Regions from separate parts of the Mus musculus genome. Here all the other regions are linked to region 1. Evidence: chromatin contacts called from public HiCAR-type, HiChIP or PLAC-seq and promoter capture Hi-C data. All regions are on one chromosome and are shown on one strand. The core of a region is the stretch at or near the end of the contact, and the rest is flanking DNA. Distances in the headings are between cores, read along the strand shown.

The links. Promoter capture Hi-C pulls out the DNA fragments that hold promoters and counts their contacts. HiCAR-type assays count read pairs that join an accessible place to other places. HiChIP or PLAC-seq counts read pairs in DNA pulled down with a chosen protein or histone mark. Capture Hi-C pulls out chosen DNA fragments and counts their contacts.
Region 2: a contact with region 1 is called in a promoter capture Hi-C map of hippocampal neurons, with 5 times the contacts expected there. The contact joins the promoter of Iqce here to the promoter of Wipi2 in region 1. A contact is called at or near these places in 15 of 39 promoter capture datasets (the 3T3-L1 cell line, 3T3-L1-derived adipocytes, the SN4741 cell line and 8 more), 1 of 484 Hi-C or Micro-C datasets (B cells), 7 of 115 datasets of contacts at active chromatin or transcription factors (astrocytes, cardiomyocytes, embryonic stem cells and 2 more) and 1 of 9 other capture datasets (adipose tissue).
Region 3: a contact with region 1 is called in a HiCAR-type map of astrocytes, with 6 times the contacts expected there. The contact joins the enhancer-like site here to the promoter of Wipi2 in region 1. A contact is called at or near these places in 1 of 39 promoter capture datasets (hippocampal neurons) and 2 of 115 datasets of contacts at active chromatin or transcription factors (astrocytes and embryonic forebrain).
Region 4: a FOXA1 HiChIP or PLAC-seq map of pancreatic cancer cells shows a contact between it and region 1. The contact joins the promoter of Lmtk2 here to the promoter of Wipi2 in region 1. A contact is called at or near these places in 1 of 39 promoter capture datasets (liver), 1 of 115 datasets of contacts at active chromatin or transcription factors (pancreatic cancer cells) and 1 of 9 other capture datasets (liver).
Region 5: a promoter capture Hi-C map of embryonic stem cells shows a contact between it and region 1, with 6 times the contacts expected there. The contact joins the promoter of Amz1 here to the promoter of Wipi2 in region 1. A contact is called at or near these places in 6 of 39 promoter capture datasets (the 3T3-L1 cell line, embryonic stem cells, hippocampal neurons and 2 more), 3 of 115 datasets of contacts at active chromatin or transcription factors (astrocytes, embryonic stem cells and large pre-B cells) and 1 of 9 other capture datasets (adipose tissue).
Region 6: a contact with region 1 is called in a promoter capture Hi-C map of liver, with 2.8 times the contacts expected there. The contact joins the promoter of 2900089D17Rik here to the promoter of Wipi2 in region 1. A contact is called at or near these places in 1 of 39 promoter capture datasets (liver) and 1 of 9 other capture datasets (liver).
Region 7: a contact with region 1 is called in a promoter capture Hi-C map of liver, with 2.7 times the contacts expected there. The contact joins the promoter of Aimp2 here to the promoter of Wipi2 in region 1. A contact is called at or near these places in 3 of 39 promoter capture datasets (liver and pre-B cells), 1 of 484 Hi-C or Micro-C datasets (CD8 T cells) and 1 of 9 other capture datasets (liver).

Annotation. Positions count from the first base shown.
Region 1 is chr5:142,628,148-142,630,847 of GRCm38.p6, reverse strand. Wipi2 (WD repeat domain, phosphoinositide interacting 2) reads right to left here and starts at 1,264. Exons shown (of 12, transcript NM_178398.4): 1 at 1,016-1,264. The coding sequence starts at 1,089.
Region 2 is chr5:140,701,028-140,703,727 of GRCm38.p6, reverse strand. It overlaps Iqce (IQ motif containing E), which reads left to right and starts at 1,350. Exons shown (of 23, transcript NM_028833.3): 1 at 1,350-1,546. The coding sequence starts at 1,511.
Region 3 is chr5:140,770,620-140,773,319 of GRCm38.p6, reverse strand. The region is part of intron 2 of Gna12 (guanine nucleotide binding protein, alpha 12); the gene reads left to right. Among named protein-coding and RNA genes, the nearest start is that of Gm30745, 22 kb to the right of the region's middle. Within about 2 kb of position 1,424, at least 68 of the 459 cell types and tissues checked have an H3K27ac peak or open chromatin away from gene starts, as enhancers often do. A contact at or near this core is called in astrocytes, where this site is marked.
Region 4 is chr5:144,099,109-144,101,808 of GRCm38.p6, reverse strand. It overlaps Lmtk2 (lemur tyrosine kinase 2), which reads right to left and starts at 1,448. Exons shown (of 14, transcript NM_001081109.2): 1 at 1,033-1,448. The coding sequence starts at 1,135.
Region 5 is chr5:140,722,683-140,725,382 of GRCm38.p6, reverse strand. Amz1 (archaelysin family metallopeptidase 1) reads right to left here and starts at 1,256. Exons shown (of 8, transcript NM_173405.2): 1 at 1,215-1,256; 2 at 912-1,009.
Region 6 is chr5:144,254,787-144,257,486 of GRCm38.p6, reverse strand. It overlaps 2900089D17Rik (a long non-coding RNA gene), which reads left to right and starts at 1,332. Exons shown (of 3, transcript XR_868683.3): 1 at 1,332-1,408. Bri3 (brain protein I3) reads right to left here and starts at 2,262. Exons shown (of 3, transcript NM_018772.4): 1 at 1,968-2,262; 2 at 1,575-1,677. The coding sequence starts at 2,109.
Region 7 is chr5:143,908,399-143,911,098 of GRCm38.p6, reverse strand. It overlaps Aimp2 (aminoacyl tRNA synthetase complex-interacting multifunctional protein 2), which reads left to right and starts at 1,260. Exons shown (of 4, transcript NM_001172146.1): 1 at 1,260-1,518. The coding sequence starts at 1,384. Pms2 (PMS1 homolog2, mismatch repair system component) reads right to left here and starts at 1,098. Exons shown (of 15, transcript NM_008886.2): 1 at 1,020-1,098. The coding sequence starts at 1,042.

The DNA of each region.
Region 1 (2,700 bases), core at 15-2,514:
GAAAGAACACCAGGAGAGCAACCTCAGGGGATGAGAACCCAAGCCTGCCCCATCCCACTATTAGCCAACTTTAAGATCCTGACAGACTCTAGCCCTTTCTGAACTTCACAGTCTCATTTGTGGCTGGTCCCAATTTCAGGACAGCACCTCCTTCTTGAGCTCGTCTAAAGGTCCAACTGAGCACCTGTTGCACCTCCCTCCACACAGGTACTTGCCATTCTCCAATCTAACTTTTAAGTGAGGAAAAACAAAAGCCTCAGTCCCTGCCTTGCTAATGCTATTGTGCCAGTAGCGACCAACTACTTAGTGTGATGCCAAGTGACCCATTCCTCCTCCTCTTACATCACTTCCTCTTACTCACTTCCCAAGATGGCTCTTCTCCCTTCCAGTCCCATAACTCATCCATCCTTCATCAGAAACCTCATCTATTACCTACCTTCCAGGTATGCCAACGAGGCAGCCTTGAAGAACCAGATGGGGAACTACAGGAGTTCAGTCCGGTAAAACAGTGGACCGGTACGAAGGTTCTTTTTTACCCCAGGAATAGCCCACCTCACCCCCTTTTGAAGCTCCCAGACCCCTTGAGGATAAAGTCTCAGATCGAAGGCCTGGATTACTACTGCCGTTTGGTCCTTTTTTGGAGGAGACCAAAGTTACTTGCCAGAAAGGTCGGCAGAGAAGAAATAAGCAAACAGAAAAAGAAAAGCCATGAAAAGCGACAGAAGCAGTGAGGATACAGATGTATAGAAAGGGGGAGGCGGGCGATGCCCAGGATGGCCGCAAAACCGAGTCCGGGTGACAGGCGCAAACCGGCGTGCACAGTTCCTTCCTAACTTTGCGAAAGGCCAGGTCTCAGGACAGGTGGATGGGGGCACCCCGAGTTCCATCACCTCCCCCGGCCCAGGAGGCAGCAGCGCTCGAGCGGCCGCGCGGGCTCAGCACGCCCCCCGCCCATACCCCTCAACCTGACCAGCCCTGGTCTCTGCCCCGGCCCCGCGTCCGCGCCCGGCCTTACGTGTTATCCTGGTTGAAGTTGGCGAACAGCAGCTGGCCGGCGCCGGCCTCTCCGCTCTGGCTCGCCAGGTTCATGGCTGCGAGCGCGCGACGGCCTCGGACCCCCCTTGGCGGGAGCGCGCGCAGCTCGACTCGGGCGGCCCGCGGGAGCACGCTACACTCAGGATCGACGTCCGGTCCGGCAGGTCGCCCCGCTCGCCGCCTCTCGCTGCGCGGGGACCAACTGCCGCCTCATCCCGTCCCCACTCTTGTTTATGCTCCAGAGCCGGGACGGGCTGCGCGCTTGCGCGGTCCCGCCCACCCTCGCGTCGCACGGCGGCGTTCCGCGCAGGCCCGCTGCGTAGGCCCCGCCTCTTCGCCGCAGGCATCCGCGGGTGTTTCCGGTCGACTGCGCATGCATAAAGGTGCGCTGGTGGGTGCGCCTGCGCGTGGCGGAGAGTGGGCGGGGGCTTGCTGTCTGAGAACGGCGAGTTACCTCGTTGGTCCTGAGTCGTTGATCATTGTTCTAGGAACTTTGGCGCACCGCGTTGCTCGAAGAGAATGTCGCACGTCCGTTTTGCAGATTTGAAAAGCGAGGCGCAGAACTGCAAACGATTTGCCAAATGTTGGGTCTGAGACTGGAAAGGCGCGTGCGGTCACGGTCCTTGGGACAGGATTCTACTTTAAATGTATTGGTCCGTGCAACAGTCTATGGGAAGCACCTTTCTCTCCTTCCCGCTGCTTCCCTTCTTTCCTTTCTCTTCTTCCCTTCAAGGAGATAGAAATGTTCTGGTGGCGAAGGTCCTGGAGAAGAGAGAGACTTGTTCTGTGCTGTTAGAACTGAACCTCTAGGCAAGAGGCTGGTAGTTCCCAAGAGCAGTGTGCTGTCCTTGAGGACAGTTAAGCGGGGAGCAAAGTCGAACTTTGTTAGTACAGCCAGAGGGGCAAAGATGGCAAAGTTGTTGAGGAAAAGATGGCGCACACTTTCCCACCCTTCCTGTTTCGTGTTTTTGTTTTGTTTGTTGTCTTTGGATCGGGGCTCATCTATCTTAGGCTAGCTTTGGACTCTGTAGCTGAGGTTGACCTTGAATTCCCGGTCTTCCTGCCTTTACCTCTTAAAAGATTATGGAGCTGCACCACCACGCTTGTTTAAAGTAGCCTTTAAAATGGTTTGCTTTAGCCTTTGGAGACCTTGGCTCTTCTGGAACTCACCATCTTAATCTTCAATGCATAGAAATATACTGCCCTCGGCCATCTGCCCTCCGTCCTCTGCCCTCTGGTGCTGGAATTAAATGTGCTACGATTCCCAGCTTTTCTTTTTTTTTTTTTTAATGAATTCTTTAAGAATTTCATGCAAAGCATTTTGATCATATTCAACCTCACCACCACCCAGATCCACTCTTCTTCCCTACCCACCCAACTTTATGTCTTTTTTTTTTTCAGTCTTTCTTTTTTAAACCCACCAATTCCATTTTGTGTTGCCTATATAGTTTTGGATATGGTCTTCCACTGGAAGACCTATCGGAGATCATACATACCCTTGAAGGAAATTGATTCCCCGTTCCCAGCAGCTACCAGTTAACAACAGCTTAGCTAGGTGTGAGGCTTCATGCCCATCTCTCTTATACATACATCTTGCCTGGCTTAGCTTGCACAGGTCTGGTATATTCCACTGTGAGTTCATGTGTGTAGCTGCCCTGCTAGTCC
Region 2 (2,700 bases), core at 101-2,600, 1.9 Mb after region 1:
AGACCCCAGCATGTTGGGCTTCTGCAGAAAATATCACTGCAGGCTGGAGAGATGGCTCAGCTGTTGAGAGCACTGACTGCTCTTCCTAGAAGTCCTGAGTTCAATTCCCAGCAACCACATGGTGGCTCACAGCCATCTGTAACGGATTCTGGTGTATCTGAAGACAGCTACTGTGTAGTCATACACATTAAATAAATAAACAGGGTTTCACTGTGTAGCTCTGACTGTCCTGGAACTCTATAGACCAGGCTAGCCTCAAACTCAGAAATCTGCCTGCCTCTGCCTCTGCCTCTGCCTCCCAAGTGTTAGGATTAAAGGCATGTTCCACCACTGCCAGGCTAATAAATAAAATCTTAAAAAAAACAAAACCAAAAAACTACTCTGCGTTTACATACTGAGTCTGGGCTGTTATTCTTTGGCAAATCATGGGTCCTTAGACAAGCAAGAAAAAAAAAACCTCCCAGGAGAATCCTTGTATTAAGCTTAATGTTGCAAAGCCACCCAGTTGCAGAGAGCTGTTTACTCAAAAAAATGAATGTGTGCTGGGGAATAGTCCCTTTGCAAGCCTAAGAACAGGAGTCGCCAGAATCCATAAAGGAGATGGGATGGGGGCGGAAGGGGACAAAATAAAAGGAGGGCATAGCGATACACATTTGTAACCCCAGCATTGATGAGGCAGACAGGATCACGCGCGCGCGTGCGCGCGCGTGTACACACACACACACACACACAGAGGCAAATGACATACTGTTTTCATCTATCACTGGCCTGCTGGGCCACCAGGGAAGTGCTCCCTATCTGGCCTGGGTTGGAAAGCCACGGAATCCTGGAGAGTTCAGAGAGGCTTGTGATAGCAAACCGTCAGCTGAGGGTTTAAAGCAGTTGGTGCTGGCCCATGGGCAGTCTTATCCTCATGGCGCCAGACCCCAGGTCTAACAACTAGGGAGTCAGTCACCTTGGCCCCCAACATCTCAGTTTCTTTACAGAAAAAAAACAAACATGTAAATAGGCTGATGTCCCCAATCTCAAATCTTGCGTATCGTTAAGGATGGTGCTTTATGCTCTCTTTTCAACTCAACATGGCGACCCTCGGAACCTCTGCCCACTGGACTACATAGTTGCAGCCAGTGTTTGCCGAAATCCAACCCGGGCTCCTGAAGTTGGATCTGAGAGCATGGCTTCCAGGTAGAAAGTTAGTATTGCCTGCGGGAAGCCAATTAATTCACGCATCCCACGAAACAAAACAAAACAAAACAACAACCAAAAAAAAAAAAAAAAAGCCCACAAGACCACAAGAACGGATTGCGCCGTGCAACCCCGGGAGAGTGCTTGGTAGGCCCCTTGCTCGCGCACACTTTGCGCGTGCACAAGATTCGTCGGGCTCCGGAGGAAGGACCACATCCGGGGCTCTGTGGCCGCGGCACGGTTGCCATGGTACCAGGGCGGCTGGCAGGCCTCCCAAGCCGAGGGCAGAGCTCGCAGGACCCGGAGGCCGCGCAGCGCTGCCGCTATGAGCCTGGGCACCACAGATATAGCCTCGGAGACGGTAAGGAGCCTTGGGGCGGAGGGAGGAAGGGCGCACGGTGGCAGCCAGCTCCGGCAGGCCGATTATTACCGCACAAGAGCCATCTCCGGGCGTCGGCCGCCACCGTGCCCGCGCCCCAGCAGCCTCTAGCTCCCGCCTGCGCTCGCGGAGGCCACTACTTCCAGGAAGCCCCCGGGACTGCGCCCCTCCCGCACGCGCTGCGGGTCTGAGGCTGCAGCCGGCCGACGATAAGCTCCTCTCGTAAGTGTTGCTGTAGGCTGTGGTCTCGCGACTCCCCGGAGCGATCCAGGGCAAGGGGGAAGTCCTGTCCCCAGCCTCCCCCAAGGCTAGTTTTGCACGGGTCCGGGAGTCATCTCTGGAAGAGGTGTGCCTCTCTCACTCTCTGCGTGTCGGTATCAAGTGAACTTTGTACATTCCGGGGGGCGGTGGGAGAGGGGCGGTGGCTATAGGACAGGGCAATAGGCTGATGTAGGGAGCAGCTTGGTACAGGTTTAGAGCCAGTAGGAGCATTAAATGTAAAGGCCGCAAGGCCGGGGAAAGTAGCACACCGGAAAGCAAGCTTTTGGAGTTGAGATTTAGAAGGGCACTGAGGGAGGTAGGCAGGGACCTGGCCATGGTGAAATATGACTTTCAAGGGTCCAGGGGACGCCTGTGAGAGCCTCCACAACAGACTGAACGACTAAGCCTTAGGTCAGCAGAGAGCAGCTGGGATTCCCTACTTGTTCCTGCACTCGAAGCTTTCCAAGATTTGCCTAGTTTTGGAGGTCGCTCTCTCAACACTGCCTTCAGTAGCTGCCCCCAGTAACTGCTCCCTCATCTCTGTTTTTTGGGTGCTACTGGGGACTGAAACCCTCATGCCAGACTAGAGCGCTACAGATAAACCTCCCCAGCTGGGTCACTGGGGGATTCTAGGCAAGCACTTAATTTCTGACTACCACTGAGCGCCCCCCACCCGCACCCCTCACCGGGCTCGCTCGCAGAACTGCATCTCCAGACCTTTAAGAAGTTAAAACCATCCCCACTAAGGGTGGGACTTGGTGGGGGAAGACTTCGAACCGGATGTAAAGTAAATGAATAAATTAATGAAATTTCTTGTGTTGAGATTACAAAGATAGTTCATGACTCTTTCAATACATATGGCAAGTTACCATAAC
Region 3 (2,700 bases), core at 175-2,674, 1.9 Mb after region 1:
GGTAGATCAGGGCATGAAGTCAAGGAGAGCCCCAGCACAGCTAATTGTGAAAAGTGTTACTGGAGTGGTGTGGAAGTCATGCTCCTGAGCCAGTAACCTCTGCACAGCATCTCAGCTGACAGAGGATGAGGATAGGCCCGGAACCTAAGCTCTGCTGGGCAAGTGCAGTGCCGAAGCCTTGAGGAGCCTCTGCAAAGTTCAGGCCAGCCTCCTTAGAGTAAACGTCTTTGGGGGGCTGGAGAGATGGCTCAGCGGTTAAGAGCACCGACTGCTCTTCCGAAGGTCCTGAGTTCAAATCCCAGCAACCACATGGTAGCTTATAACCATCCGTAATGGGATCTGATACCCTTTTCTGGTACGTCTGAAGACAGCTACAGTGTACTTACATATAATAAATAAATAAATCTTTTTTTTTTTTAAGTTGTCTTCATAGGAGAGCTGGGTCTGTGGCCCGAAGTCAGGTGCTCATCTGTCCATCAGTGGAAGGTGGCTAGTGACCTTGTTGCAACAAGGCCCTGCTGGCTGGGGAGGGAGCCCTGGGTGCCTAGGCTCCTAGAGTGGGCAGAGATGGTGGCCAGAGGTTGGTTGGGAAAGCCACCGTGAAGGCACAGTCCCTGGGTGTCCCCACTTTCTCCTTGTCTGGTTTGGGAGCTCTCAGGTGACTCCTGCTAGAAAGCACTGTCCAGGTTTGTGGTTGTTCTTACGCTGATGTTCAAAAAGTTATAGTGTCTCTATTACCATTTCTTGGTATTGGTTGGTTGATTTTGTTTGAGGGGGTGGCTTTTTACTTTGAGCTAACGTCAGGCCTAGAGAAGAGCTACAAGAGCTATTCTGAGTGCTCCAGTGCGGTGCACCGCTGTCTGGGCCTAGTCTCCTTCTTTCTTCCTGTTCCCCTTCTTCCTCCTCCCCTTCTCTCCCATCTTTCCCCTGTCATGTTTTCTGTGGTGTTTTCTAACCCTTGCAGCAACTGTAAGGATCGAGTTAAGATCTTGATAAACTTTCTAACAGGCAACAAGTTTAATTCTTCCCCATTCCCCTCTCTCGTGAGACATGGTAGAAAACGCCTTTTTTCCTCCCTCCCTCCCTCCCTTCCTCCCTCCCTCCTTCCCTTCCTCCTCTTTATTTTGTCTCAGAGACTGTCAAACTCCGAAGCCTATGCTGGTCTTGAACCCTGGTGACTGTTTTTTGGCTGGGCCAGTGAGTGCTGGTATTACAGGCTGAGCCACCACATTTGGCTCTATCTTCATCTAGGGAAGGATTCTATCTTACATGAGAAAGAATTCTGTGGGGCTGGGGAGATGGCTTGGTGGTTTAAAGCGCCCACTGCTCTTACAGCAGACACCGGTTCTTTATAGAGCAGGCTTCATTTCCTCCCTGCCTTGAGGAAATGGGGATCCACTTCGGGAATCCCCCGCTCCAGCAGCACAAGCTGCAGCCCCCCACTTCCTTCCCAGAGGCCCCAGAGGGGGGACTGGCTACTCTCCTCTGAGGACCTTTGAAGGGAGCTTGCTGGAGCTTGTAGTTCCATTTAGGGCTCTTACCCAGTTTCCTTTTAATTGACATGCAGGGTCTGTTTAACTTCCTGCTGCTATTTTGTCAAATAGCTGTGGTTTAATAAAGATGCACACGGCCTGTAACAGACTGTATAATTGGAGCGTTCCTACCCTGCAAGCTGAGGCTCTGAAGTAGATCTTAGCCCTGAACCTGCACTGAGCTACTCAGGATTATTAAACGGAGATGATTAATCCTCCTCCCAAGCAAGGCAGGAGCTGTCTTAAGTAAATAAGCAGGCTTTGTGGAAACTTTGTTCTTTTTCTTCAGTTTTTTAGAAGTGTATAATTCAAGGACTTTTCAGTAAATTTCCCCAAGTTGTGCAAACATCACCCTAAAACCATTTTTAAAACATTTCCATCACACCAGTGAGATCCATCCCACCCATGCACATTGGCCCCAGCTCCCAGCCCAGACAGTCCTTCAGCCATCTTCTGCCTGTAGACTCCCTGGGTGTTTCCTGTAAATGCAGTCATACAATAGCTGCCTTCTTTTTGTTGTTTTATTGTGCTGCTGTGGGGCAGGAGGAGAAGGAGACTCACAGTGCCCATGTACATGTAGAGGCCAGAGATTAATGTCACTATCCTGTCAACTCTTCATCTTTGCTTTGTATTGTCTTGAGACAGGGTTTTGTGTCGCCCTGGTTGGTCAGGAATTCACTAAGTAGACCAAGCTGGCCTTGAACTCACAGAGATGCACCATGAGTGCTGACATTAAAGGAATGACCACCACATCTGATTCCTCCGGCTTTTTTTTTTAAGCATTTTTAATTTTATTTATTCGGGGTGGGGGGTTGCTCTCATGTGTATCTGTGCACCATGTGTATACCTGGTACCCAAAAGATTCTAAGGGAGACCCTTGGATCCCCCAGGAACTGGAGTTACAGGGAAAGGGTTGTGAGGCACCTCATAAGTGCTAGGAATGAACCCTGAGTCCTGTGCAAGAGCTGCCAGTGCTCTGAAAGCTGAGTCAACTCCAGACCTATCTTATATTTAGAGGCAGGGTCTCTCACTAAACCTGGAGCTCACCAATCGGTAGACTGACTACTAGCCATCACTACTCCCAGTGCTGGAGTTTCAAACACACACTGCCATGCCCTGGTTTTTCCGTGGGTTCTGAGGATACTTCACCTGCTGAGCCAAACCCCCC
Region 4 (2,700 bases), core at 199-2,698, 1.5 Mb before region 1:
AGTTTGAATCTAACTACAACTTGGCTGTGTCACCTTGAGTATATCTTTTGATCACCAGGGTTCCAGGATCCTCAAAGCAAAAGATGAAGAAATTGGACTAAATTATCTTTAAGCTTTCTTCCAACCTCTAAAGTTCTTTGAAATGTCAATACCTCCCCCTTCGTTGAAAAAAAAAAAGAAAGAAAGAAAGAAAGCCGTAATGATGGAAAGTTAGCCTAGATTTGTTTTTTTTTCTTAAAATTTCTGAGATGGTTTCTTTGGCTGAAGTTTTATTTATAAACTCCAAATCAAAACTATATGCAGAAAATACAGAAGGGCTGAGAGCTTGAAAAGAGAATCACTCGCTGAAATAGTTCAATTACCCTCAGGCCAATTTGTCAGTGGATACGCAAAAGCTGCTATGCTACTCCAGTCACTAGCTTCCTAAAACAAAATTATGTATCGTTTGTTCCTTTCTCATCCCCAGCGACTCATTCCGAAAAAATAAATAAATAAACAGATAAATAAACCAATAGCCCAACAACCACAGCATCTAAAATCAATTTACAACTTTAGAACAAGTTTCGGTGAGCCAAGGAAACTGCACAGCTTCCGCGAGTCATTGGTTTCATTTAAGGAATGACGAGAAATAAGAAACGGTTCTTATAATAAGACGGGAGAAAAGCCACCAGAGGCAGGTGACATCTGGAAGAAGAAAAAAAAAAAAAAGGAAGTGTCGAGGACAGAAGCTGGAGGTACCTTTAGGGCAACAAGTTTAAGAGTCCGGGAAAAAGAGTCCCCCGGGAGGTAGGGGAACCCATCGCTGCCACCTCGCCCCGCCGTCTTCCCCAACCCCCACCGTGTCGCCGCGCCCCCGCCCCCCATCCCACGCCCCTGCGGCAAGAAATCTCCCTGAGATCGCGGGCATCCCGCGGCCTCCTGCCCTCGGCAGGCCTCCGATCCGCCGCAGAGGTGGCCCAACCCCGCAAGCCCGCCGCCCTCGCCGCCGCCCCGCAAGACGCAGCGGCCCCGCAGCCCCCGGGCTCCGCTCACCTGCACCTGTTTGCGGAAGTGGCGCGGCCCGGGCACAGCCGACCGTCAGGAGCAGGAGCAGCAGGAGCATCGGCGGCGGCGGCGACGCCGGCGGCCCCGGCATCTCGTCCACCGCGCGGTCCCCCACGGGGCCGGCTCTCGGGTCGCCGCCTTCAGTCAGTCGGTCAGCCCTCCGCGCCGCCTCAGCGACACCGGCGCCGGCTGCTTCGGGACACACGTCTCTTTAGCCAAACGTCAACCTTGTTCCTGGTCTGCATCCGCCGCTCTGGCCTCGGAGCCAGCATCATCCTTCCCGCCCGTCAGCGCCGCCACCGCCGCCGCCGCCGCCCCTCAACAGCAGCAACGGCGCCCAGCCTGCGGAGCCGCGGGCCCAGGCAGCCGCGCTCCCGCCGCCATGATGGGCTGCGTCATGTGACGTAGAGCTGAGGCGGGATGCCGGGACCGACACCTGGACCAGCCAATCGTCAATCCATACTGACTCCGGGAGCCCCACCCTCTCAGCCATAGGCGGCAAGGTGGCGATCGGTGCGCCCCCTGCAGACAGAGGAATGAGGCGTGGGCAGCAGGTAACATCGACAATTATTTTAGGAAGATATAAAGAAGTCCATAATAACCCACATAATTTAATCTGGGACTTTTGTCTCTCTTTCTCCTACTTTTTATTTTTCTTTTCTAATTTTTACCAACATGGTTCTCGGTATTTTATCCCCGGTTTTACTTTCTTCATTTTCACTTATCAGAACTTTCTTAGCCTCTTCTTCTTAGGCTGACCCTCATATCAGATAAGCTCTTGAGGAAACGTTGAAATTTTTAAAAATTTTAATTGATCAAGCACAGAATGTTTCTGACTTCACTTACTGACGTAGCAGTGAGCTCAAGCCAGCTCCTCTGCCAAGACAGCCAGCCCTTCCTGCCCCCTCTTGTTCACCTGGCAGATGCGCATCCTTTCATTCGTCAAGACACACCTGGAATATGTATGACTTCATCGATGGCTTCACCCCAATCCCACAAATAACTGAGCATCCACAGCCCCGACCTAGCCCAGCCCTGGGCCGACTGTCATGTTTTATTGTTCCTGTGACTGTAAACCCCTTGAGGACAGCAGCCCTGTCTTGAGTCACCTTGGAGCTCCTCCTGGGTGTTCTCTACTGGAACTGTGCTAGGTGTTGGTGATGGGTGTGAGGAGGGAGCAACTTCCAGGTGAGGTAGAAGATGTCTCAAATGCAATGAAGAGATTGCTTGCCTTGCAAGCTTGAGGGCCTGAATTTGATCCCCAAGAAATCCACATAAAGAAAATCTAACCTTAGTGGACAATGCTTGCTGAAGAGGCAGAAAAAAAGATGGCTCGTAGGACTCGCTGACAAGCCAGACAAACTTGCTAGGTAAGTTTCGGGCCAATAAGAGACCCTGCCTCAAAAACAAAAAGTGGACCCTGACCCCGAGGAAAGACACTCTTCTGGCCTTCACACACACACACACACACACACACACACACACATACATACACAGGGACAGGTGGAGAAAATGCACACACATAAACAAATCACATGCAAACACAAGCAACACATACATCCATGCACACAACACATACATCCATGCACACAACACATACATCCATGCACACATAATAGAAAGGGAGAAAGTGTTTGACTGTAACACAGCTCTGAG
Region 5 (2,700 bases), core at 7-2,506, 1.9 Mb after region 1:
AGACACCTGAGAGGGGGATCTGAGCAAGACCCCCAAATGGAGGTTTGTTCCTCGTGTCCACCACATGCCCAGTGACATCTGTCTCTGTCACCTTGGCAGTCCATGCACCCTAAGGGGGGGGGCAGGATGAGGCACAGGCATTCCCTTCAGGAGAGCATGGGCCTGGGAGCCAGGGAACAGCCCACCCTGGGGCTTCTGGTGGCTCTAGGCACCTGGAGGGTGGGGTCACCAAAGTATCTTCATCCCCCACATAGATAAAAGAGCTGGGGTGGGGGGCTACAAGGATAGAGAACAAGTAGCACATGGAGAGCATGGTACTGTCCTCAGATCCTGGGGACAAGACCCTGGGGACCCAAACTTCTCTTTATATGCTCTCACACTGCAGAAGTTGCATGCCTCCCAGACACTCCTCTACCCTACCCACAGGCTTGCACTCACTTTGAAACATCTGGTCAACCTCCATATATATATATATTTTTTTCTCCCGACTGCCCAGCACAGCTGGCTCCACCTGACCTCTCTCCGTTCAAGCCCAGTCCTCCTGCACAGCAAGATCCTCAGGTGTCCCTTAGTCTCACGAGAAAGCCCCATCTTGTCCCTGGAGCATCAAAGCTTCCTAGCCACCTGGCTCTGTCTGTCCCAGCCGTTTGTCCTCTCACCCCATGTGCCACCTCTGTGGGTGCCTTTTCTGGCACCCCCATTCTAGGAAGATGGCCTTTTAAAATTTGAGTGCAAGCCAACCTTATTCATCCCTACTGGCTGTCTCTCCTCTTTTCCAGTCTTTCTTCATCACTCCCAGACTCCAGGCTGTACCTAGATAACTGCTCTTCTCCCCTTCACCTGCCTGACTCCCAGTAGCTGCCGCCTCCCAGAAGCCCTCCAGTCATGCACTCCTTCTGACGGATAATTACCTGAGCCGTGGCTGTCTTTGGCTAGGAGGTCCACTTCGAGGGTGGGGACAGCAACTGCAGGGCACCTTGGTCTGGTCCTTCACCTAGTGACACCCAGCCTGTAGTGCACACATCCCCATCAGTCCTCTATTTCCCATCACTGTGCGCACCCAGCAGCCATCACACCCAGAGCGCATGCATACGGCCACAGTTCACCCTGTTGACACACATGCACATGTATGCACACACAAGAGCACACACTCCCAGACCACCTCTGACACACATCACACAAACACTTATGTGCCTACCCAAGCCCTCACTTACCGCACACATGCCACACACCGCCAGGCACGCTCGTGTCACTTCAACGGGTGCCGCCAGGAGCTGGGTAGTGTGAGCGGCTGCTGGCCGCCTCTGCCTGCCAGCCTTTGCCAAGCAGTTTCCATGGCGACACATCTTGGCTCTGACAGGAACTGATGTGTGTGGGGAAGAGGGTCCCACAGAGGGGGCGAGATGGGAGGTCTCTGTGTCCTCCGCCTCTGGCACAAACAGGGGAGTGTCCCACGAGTGGCCTAGGCTTACACCTCATGAAGGGGGTTCTAGGCTGCCTGGCACAGGAGCAGACTTAGGTCATTCAGTCATTCAACAAACCTCCTGGCATAATCACTCCGTGCTGATGATGGCTGGGGCTACAGTGTTGTCTATAATGTAGGTTTACGGAGGATGAGGTCTGGGGCTGACTCAGTTTCCCCAAATCCCCTCAGAAGGCCCTGTCCTAGGGAGGTCAGCTAACAGTCTTCTGAGAATCAAGGCCCTCCATCCATCTTCTTTGAGACTTGAGACCAGGAGGGGATGCTGGGTACCCCTTAGACGACCACTCGCTCAGCACCCTGCTCATCTCCTCTCCCTGACTCCACGCATCCTGCACTGTTCCTTGCCTGGCTCCTATCAGAAGTCTTTTCTCACCCTTCTGCCCAGGCCTCTCTCCTGGCTCATTTTGGACAATAAAAGATGACAGATCTATGGTTCTGTCTGTAAAGTGATTTCCACATAGGCATGAGGACTCAAATCCAGACCTCGTAGCACCTACATAAAAGGCAGATGCAGGAGTACGCCCTTATAATTCCAGAGCCGGGGAAGCAGGGGCGGAGAAATCCCTGGGGCTTACAAGCCAGCCAACCTAGCCTGGGAGCTCCAGGTTCAGTTGAGAGCCTGTCTCAAAAGATAGTGTGGAGAAACAGGAGAGAGGCTGAGGGTCCACTGCTCCTCCAGAAGATCTAAATACACGTGGTGCACGCACACACATGGACACTGATTTATAAACTAAAGAGACGAACGGTTACACAGGGAGGAATATTTGCAGAATGAGGTTGGTCAGTGGGAAGCCCGGGGCAAGGTGGGAGGCAAAGTCACTGAACGTCACTGACTCTGGGGACTCTAGGCTGATGATGCTACATTGTAATGTGGATTGAATGGAGTCTAGCTTGTCCCCCTCCACCCCCCAAAGGCTAGGGTGCTGTAAGCTTGGTCCCCATGTGATCCCAGTACAGAGTCCAACAGAGCTCACTGATGGTCAGTCTAACCAACCCGGTGAAAACAGAGTTGAATGAGAAAGACCTTGTCTCAAAAGCCAAGGTGGGGAAGCTCGATCGGTGGTTAAGGGGACCGGCTGCTCTTCCCAACAACGTATCAGGAGGATCACAACCACCTGGGTCCCCCAGTTCCGTGGGATCCAGCACTGTCTTTTGGCTTCTGTGGGCACTCACCCAAAGGTGCAAGAGGAAGGAGAAGAAAGAGAGAAAGATACCTG
Region 6 (2,700 bases), core at 83-2,582, 1.6 Mb before region 1:
AAGTTCAGGGGTCTGGTCCAAGAAGAGCCTCATGGGAACACTCCTGTCCACTGGGGGAGAGGAAAAAAAACAGAAACAAACCCAGCTGACTGTGGTAGGGCCAGGATCTGGTTGCTGGAACAAGCAGACATGAAATCCTAGTGAGCCCCCTGCACTGCTATGCCTCTCCCCACCTTCCTGCCTGCTTGCCACCTACCCCTATGAGACCTCTCCTTAAATCTGAGAGTTCAGCTAATATTTGTCCCATCCTCAGGGCTCTGAGAATTCCCATGCAGGGACTAGCCTCAAGGCCACACAGGAAGTCTCCCACCTCCATACAACTAACCCCCTTCTGTTCCCAGTGGCTCTCTCTCTGCACAGGAGACCCTATACTAATCCCCTTGGCTCAACAAGCTAGGACCACCTCCCAGTCTATGCTCCCTCTTTGGTGTGCCTCAAGCCCTCAGGTGGAAAGCTTGCAGAGAGAGAGGCGGCCAGCAAGACCAAGCTATCAGAGAGCCACCCCATCTACAGCTAGAGGAAGCAGCTGAGTCCCACTCCTCTCCCCTGCACCAGCTCCAAAAGCCAAGTCACTTGGGTCCCTGAAGGAGGACTCTAACTAACTGGCCTTCAGCCTTCTTCCCCCAAGCACATGATCAACCGAGGGTCCAGTGTCTTCCACCCTCAGTCATCTCTTGTGAGGCCACTCGCAAGTTTCCAAAATCATTAACTTCCTTATGGCTCCACTCTGCGCCTCTGACACACACTTTTGAAACGAAAGCTAAGTCCAAACAAGGGTTTCTTAATTCCATCTCAGAGACTTGGAACTTCCCCCTGCCAGACAAAGGCTGAAACCCTGCCCTGCACGAGCTGTACCTGGCCCATCCCCGGGTGAGTGGCCAAGTCCAACTTGGAAGCCGAATCCTCAAAGCCTGCCTAGAATGAGCCTGGCTGCATCTCTCACCTTCCATAAAGTCCCCACAAAGTTTCTGTCAGCTCCAGTTTGAGGGTAAAACAGCCACAACAACAAAACCACTCCAGCCCGGAACAAAGAAGCACGGGGTTTCCTCCTGGGCCAGCTAGTGGCCAGGAGTTGTTAAGCCCTGGTCGTCATTCTGCACCCTCACAGCCTTTGCTCTCTGCTGGCCACTTGGATCTCCTAAGTCCTTTGGCATACTGGCCTGCGGACTCAAGTCCCAATATCTCCTTAGTACTGGACACACTTGCGGAAACTGGAGGAAAAAAACCTAACAAAACAAACCCTGATTCGCTGCGGATCTCCAGTACTAGGGAGGAAAGACCATCAGTCTCCATTGTTAACATTCCTGCGTCCCACGCACTCCGGGTGCCATGCCTCCCAAATGCACTCAACTCCCCACAGAAAAGGGAACCCATCCTTCTGCCGCATAAAGTAAATTCAGAGCCAGGGGTGAGTGACCCCACCTTCTCCCACTGCAGTCCCTCCCCTGCGGGACTTCCCTCTGAGACAGGAGCCGGGCTGTGACCCCACCCCATCCCACCCCCGCTGGCCTTTTGCAAGATTCCGGCACGTGCGTTCTCCGCCGCCACCCCCCACCCCCAGGCTAGAGACTTACCTGCAGACCGGGCAGCCTCCGACCACGACGATGGAGTTGGCAGGATACCGGGTGACCGTTCGACTGTGGATGTTATAGACCCGGGGGTGGCTGGTGGGGATCCCTGTGGGAGCGGAGTGCTGATCAGCCCCGGGCGACTCGGCCCTCCTCCTCTCCTCCCTCCCTCCCCCTTAGCCCCCGTCCTCCCCGCCTCCAACGGGGCTGAGCGCGCCTGCGGGTGGGCTCTAGAAGCCAAGTGTGAACCCTCCGACACTAAGTTCACGGCCACCGGGGCAGGGCCTGGCCGGGCAGGGCGCTCCGGGTAGCAGCTGCCCCCCCGGCAGGCCCGCGCCGGGGACAGCGCGGTGCTTGGCCCGGAGGCCGTTCGGGGACCCCGAAGAGCTGCGGGCCCACCTGTGACGAGGTAGGGGTAGGGCGGCGGCGGGGGCGCGGTGGGGATGGCCCCGTAGCCGTGCGGGCCGCACGCGTAGTCGCCCTGGCCGGCCTCCAGGTTGTAGGCGGGCGGGCGCTCCTGCAACAGGGGCTTGTGGTCCATCGCGGCCCCCGGGGCCGCGCGCCCGCCAGCTCCGGCCCGGCTCGCTTCCTTCGGCCCGGCGGGGATGGCGGCGGTAGCGGCGACGGCGGTGTCCCGGGCAGCTCGGCCCAGTGAGGCGCGCGCCGGGCGGGGCGGGCGCGCCAAGGGTTCCCCGCCCTCCCGCCGGTCACAAGATCGGGGTCACGTGGGCGGGGCGGGGCGGGGCTGTGGGCGGGGTTTGGGCGAGGGCGTCTTAAAGACGCCTCAGCGGCTGCCGCTGGCGGGGTGTTGTCCTCGTTCAGTCCCGCCCCACAATGGATCTTGGACTTCCAGAGAAGTTCTGACTCCCGGCCACGGCCGGAGACCCAACAAGATCCTGGCCTCCTTTAGCTTTTGCTTTTTTTCTAAAAATAATAATAATAATGTTTGTTACAATTATTTGGGGGGAGGGTGTGTTTATATGAGTGGGCACGCATTTGGAAGCCAGAGAATAAATAACTTTCGAGAGTGGGTTCCTGCTTTCCACCATATGGGTCCTGAGATAGATTGGTTGACAGATTCTGCAGCAGGCGCCTCCACCGTTTTTCTGTGTTTGTTTGTTTGTTTTGGACC
Region 7 (2,700 bases), core at 11-2,510, 1.3 Mb before region 1:
CACAGGTTCCAAGGTAGCCCAGAGCGCCCTCAAACTCCCTATGTCGTTAAAGGTAACTATGAACTCCTGCTGAGCCTGTTCCTGCTCGGATTATAGGTGTGGCTTGATTCCCACCAATTTCTTTTTACAATTACAAATCCAGTCGAAAAAAATCTTTAGGTTTAAATTTTTAGTGGTGCTCATTGCCTATCATATGAAGTTTGAAGTCTAGCAACGACAAGGTCCCAATCTACTATCACTAATTCCCCTACGGTTTAGTCACCATAAAAATAGTTTCCCGGCTATGAAATGCCCCATAAAAGTATAACAGAACATAGGTGCATCCTTGCAGTAACAATTTTAGGGTATTTTCCATATGGTCTGACATATAGTAGACTTCCAAAAACCCTGGTGAAATAAACCAACCAACCTCTTTTCTCTTCAATCTACCTTGCACAGAACCTCGCTGGTTATCACAGCACTCGGGTGTTTGAAGTAGGAGGATCCCGAGTTCAAAGCACTACCTCAAAAAACCAAAACAAACACTTGCACTCGTTCTAACTGCAAAGGATCTCTGGGGAAATCACAAGGTTAAAATACAGACAGCAAATTTGCATTTACAAATCTGTCACCGAATGTAACTGTGCTGGCCTTCGAAGATGTGCTTCACTGCTATGATGCCGCCTGTGAACACTACACCAAACGCACAGAAGCACCTCAATATAATAAAAGTTAAAAACCCTATTGACTGCAAGATCAGCGTGAGCCTTTAAGCCTCCCTCCCCAAGTCTTCAAGAATAAAGACTCAATAAATAAACAAACAGCGGAAACGAATTTTGTCTACGGCGACTGATTTTCGTGCTGGGTTTCAAGTGCACGGCCTGTGGCGGGAGGATGCCGAGGAAATAGCTTCCTCACAGAGGACCCGGTCCAGTCCGCGAGCTTGCCCGCCTCGCGCCTCAGCCACTTCCGGTCCTTTCAAGAGACCGGGATACCGGGAACTCTATAGAATGCGCCCGGAGACCACAAGTCCAGCTCACCTCACGCCTTCGGTTTGCTCCATGGATGCAGGACTCCTCCAGTCACAGTCACCGCGGGAGAGTTGGCGCTGCCGCTCTCGGGAAAAGACGCGTCTCCTGGAACACCCATTGGTTGCTTTTGACATATGATCCGCCCCTTCCGGGCGGGCTAGCGAAGGCATGCCAAGACCTCTTTACCGGTGATTGGCCAACTCAAAGGTCAAGTTGGTGACGTTAGACCAGCCCGGCCAATGAAAGCTCGGGGACTTCATTTTCCGGAACGCCAGCAGCAGAGTCAGAAAGAAGGCGGCTGCTGTCTGAGGTGGCCTTGGGTGGCTTCTGAGCGTTCCTGTCCCTCGCCCGCTACCTTCCTTGGGTTCCCACCATGCCGATGTACCAGGTAAAGCCCTATCATGGAGGCAGCGCACCTCTGCATGTAGAGCTTCCAACCTGCATGTACCGGCTCCCCAACGTGCACAGCAAGACCACCAGCCCCGCCACCGACGCGGGCCACGTGCAGGTAGGAGCGTGCGGCCCCTGCCTGGTGCGCAGGCGCCGTTCGTGCCGCGCCGCACCCTGCCCTATCCCTCGTCCAGTCTAGCGCGCCGGCGCTGTGTCTGCCTAGGGTCCCGGTCCCTTCTGCGGCCGGGTCCGACAAAATCCTCCTAGATGAGTGCTGCTGTGGGTTCCTGTCACGATCTCCAGGCGCACAGAAAAGTGAACAACACGAAAAATGCTCATTCGGAGGAATTTTCAGAGCGATCCCAGGGTTACCATAACCCAGGTTGACGGGTTTAGTGCCCCATCCTTCCCAGTTTAACTTTTCCACAAGAGGTCCCGACTTTTACTGTAGTTATGTGTTGTTTTTTTCGCGGTTAGGTTGTGGAGGCTATCTTTAAGCTATATAATCTTGATGGTCTGGAAACATAGTATGTGTTCTGTTGTCTGGCATACTGTACAAGATTTTGTTATAACGATAGTGAGTGATCTTGTTCCTGGCCACACCCCGCTTATTTATCTGCCCGGTCCTCACTCATGGGCGCTGGAATTTATAGACTAGCTAACATAAATAGCCTGTATAGGAATGGAATTCCTGGCCCAGTGGGCAGGTTTGCCTTCCACTTTTTAAGTTCTTTTTCAAAGCGGTTATACAGGTTTAAGCTGTTACCAGCAGGATAATGGAGACATCCTAATGTAGTTTTAATTTGGATGTCTCCAGTTTCTAAGTAAGTTGAGGTCCTTTTTCGTGTTTCCTGGCCATGGGAGTGTGGGGCAGAAACAGTGCCTTTGTAGCCCAGGCTGTCCTGGGATTCTTACAGCCAAAGATAATCTTGAGCCCTTTCTCCACCAGTGGAGAAAGAGCTTCCAAGTGCTGGGGTTAGAAGTGTGTGCCTGCCTAACTCAGAACAATTATCTTACCATGCTTATCACTATTGTTTGATCTCATTTTCTTTCTTTCTTTTTTTTTTTTATTTTGGTTTTTCGAGACAGGGTTTCTCTGTGTAGCCCTGGCTGTCCTGGAACTCACTCTGTAGACCAGGCTGGCCTCAAACTCAGAAATTCACCTGCCTCTGCCTCCCACCATCTCGTTTTCTAAAGACTAAAATTTGTTAGGTCTCAAATGGCTAACTGAGGTGCCCTTTAACATATCAAAGCAGACACTGGCCCTCAGGTCCACCCAGCACCCCTCAGTCTCTACCAG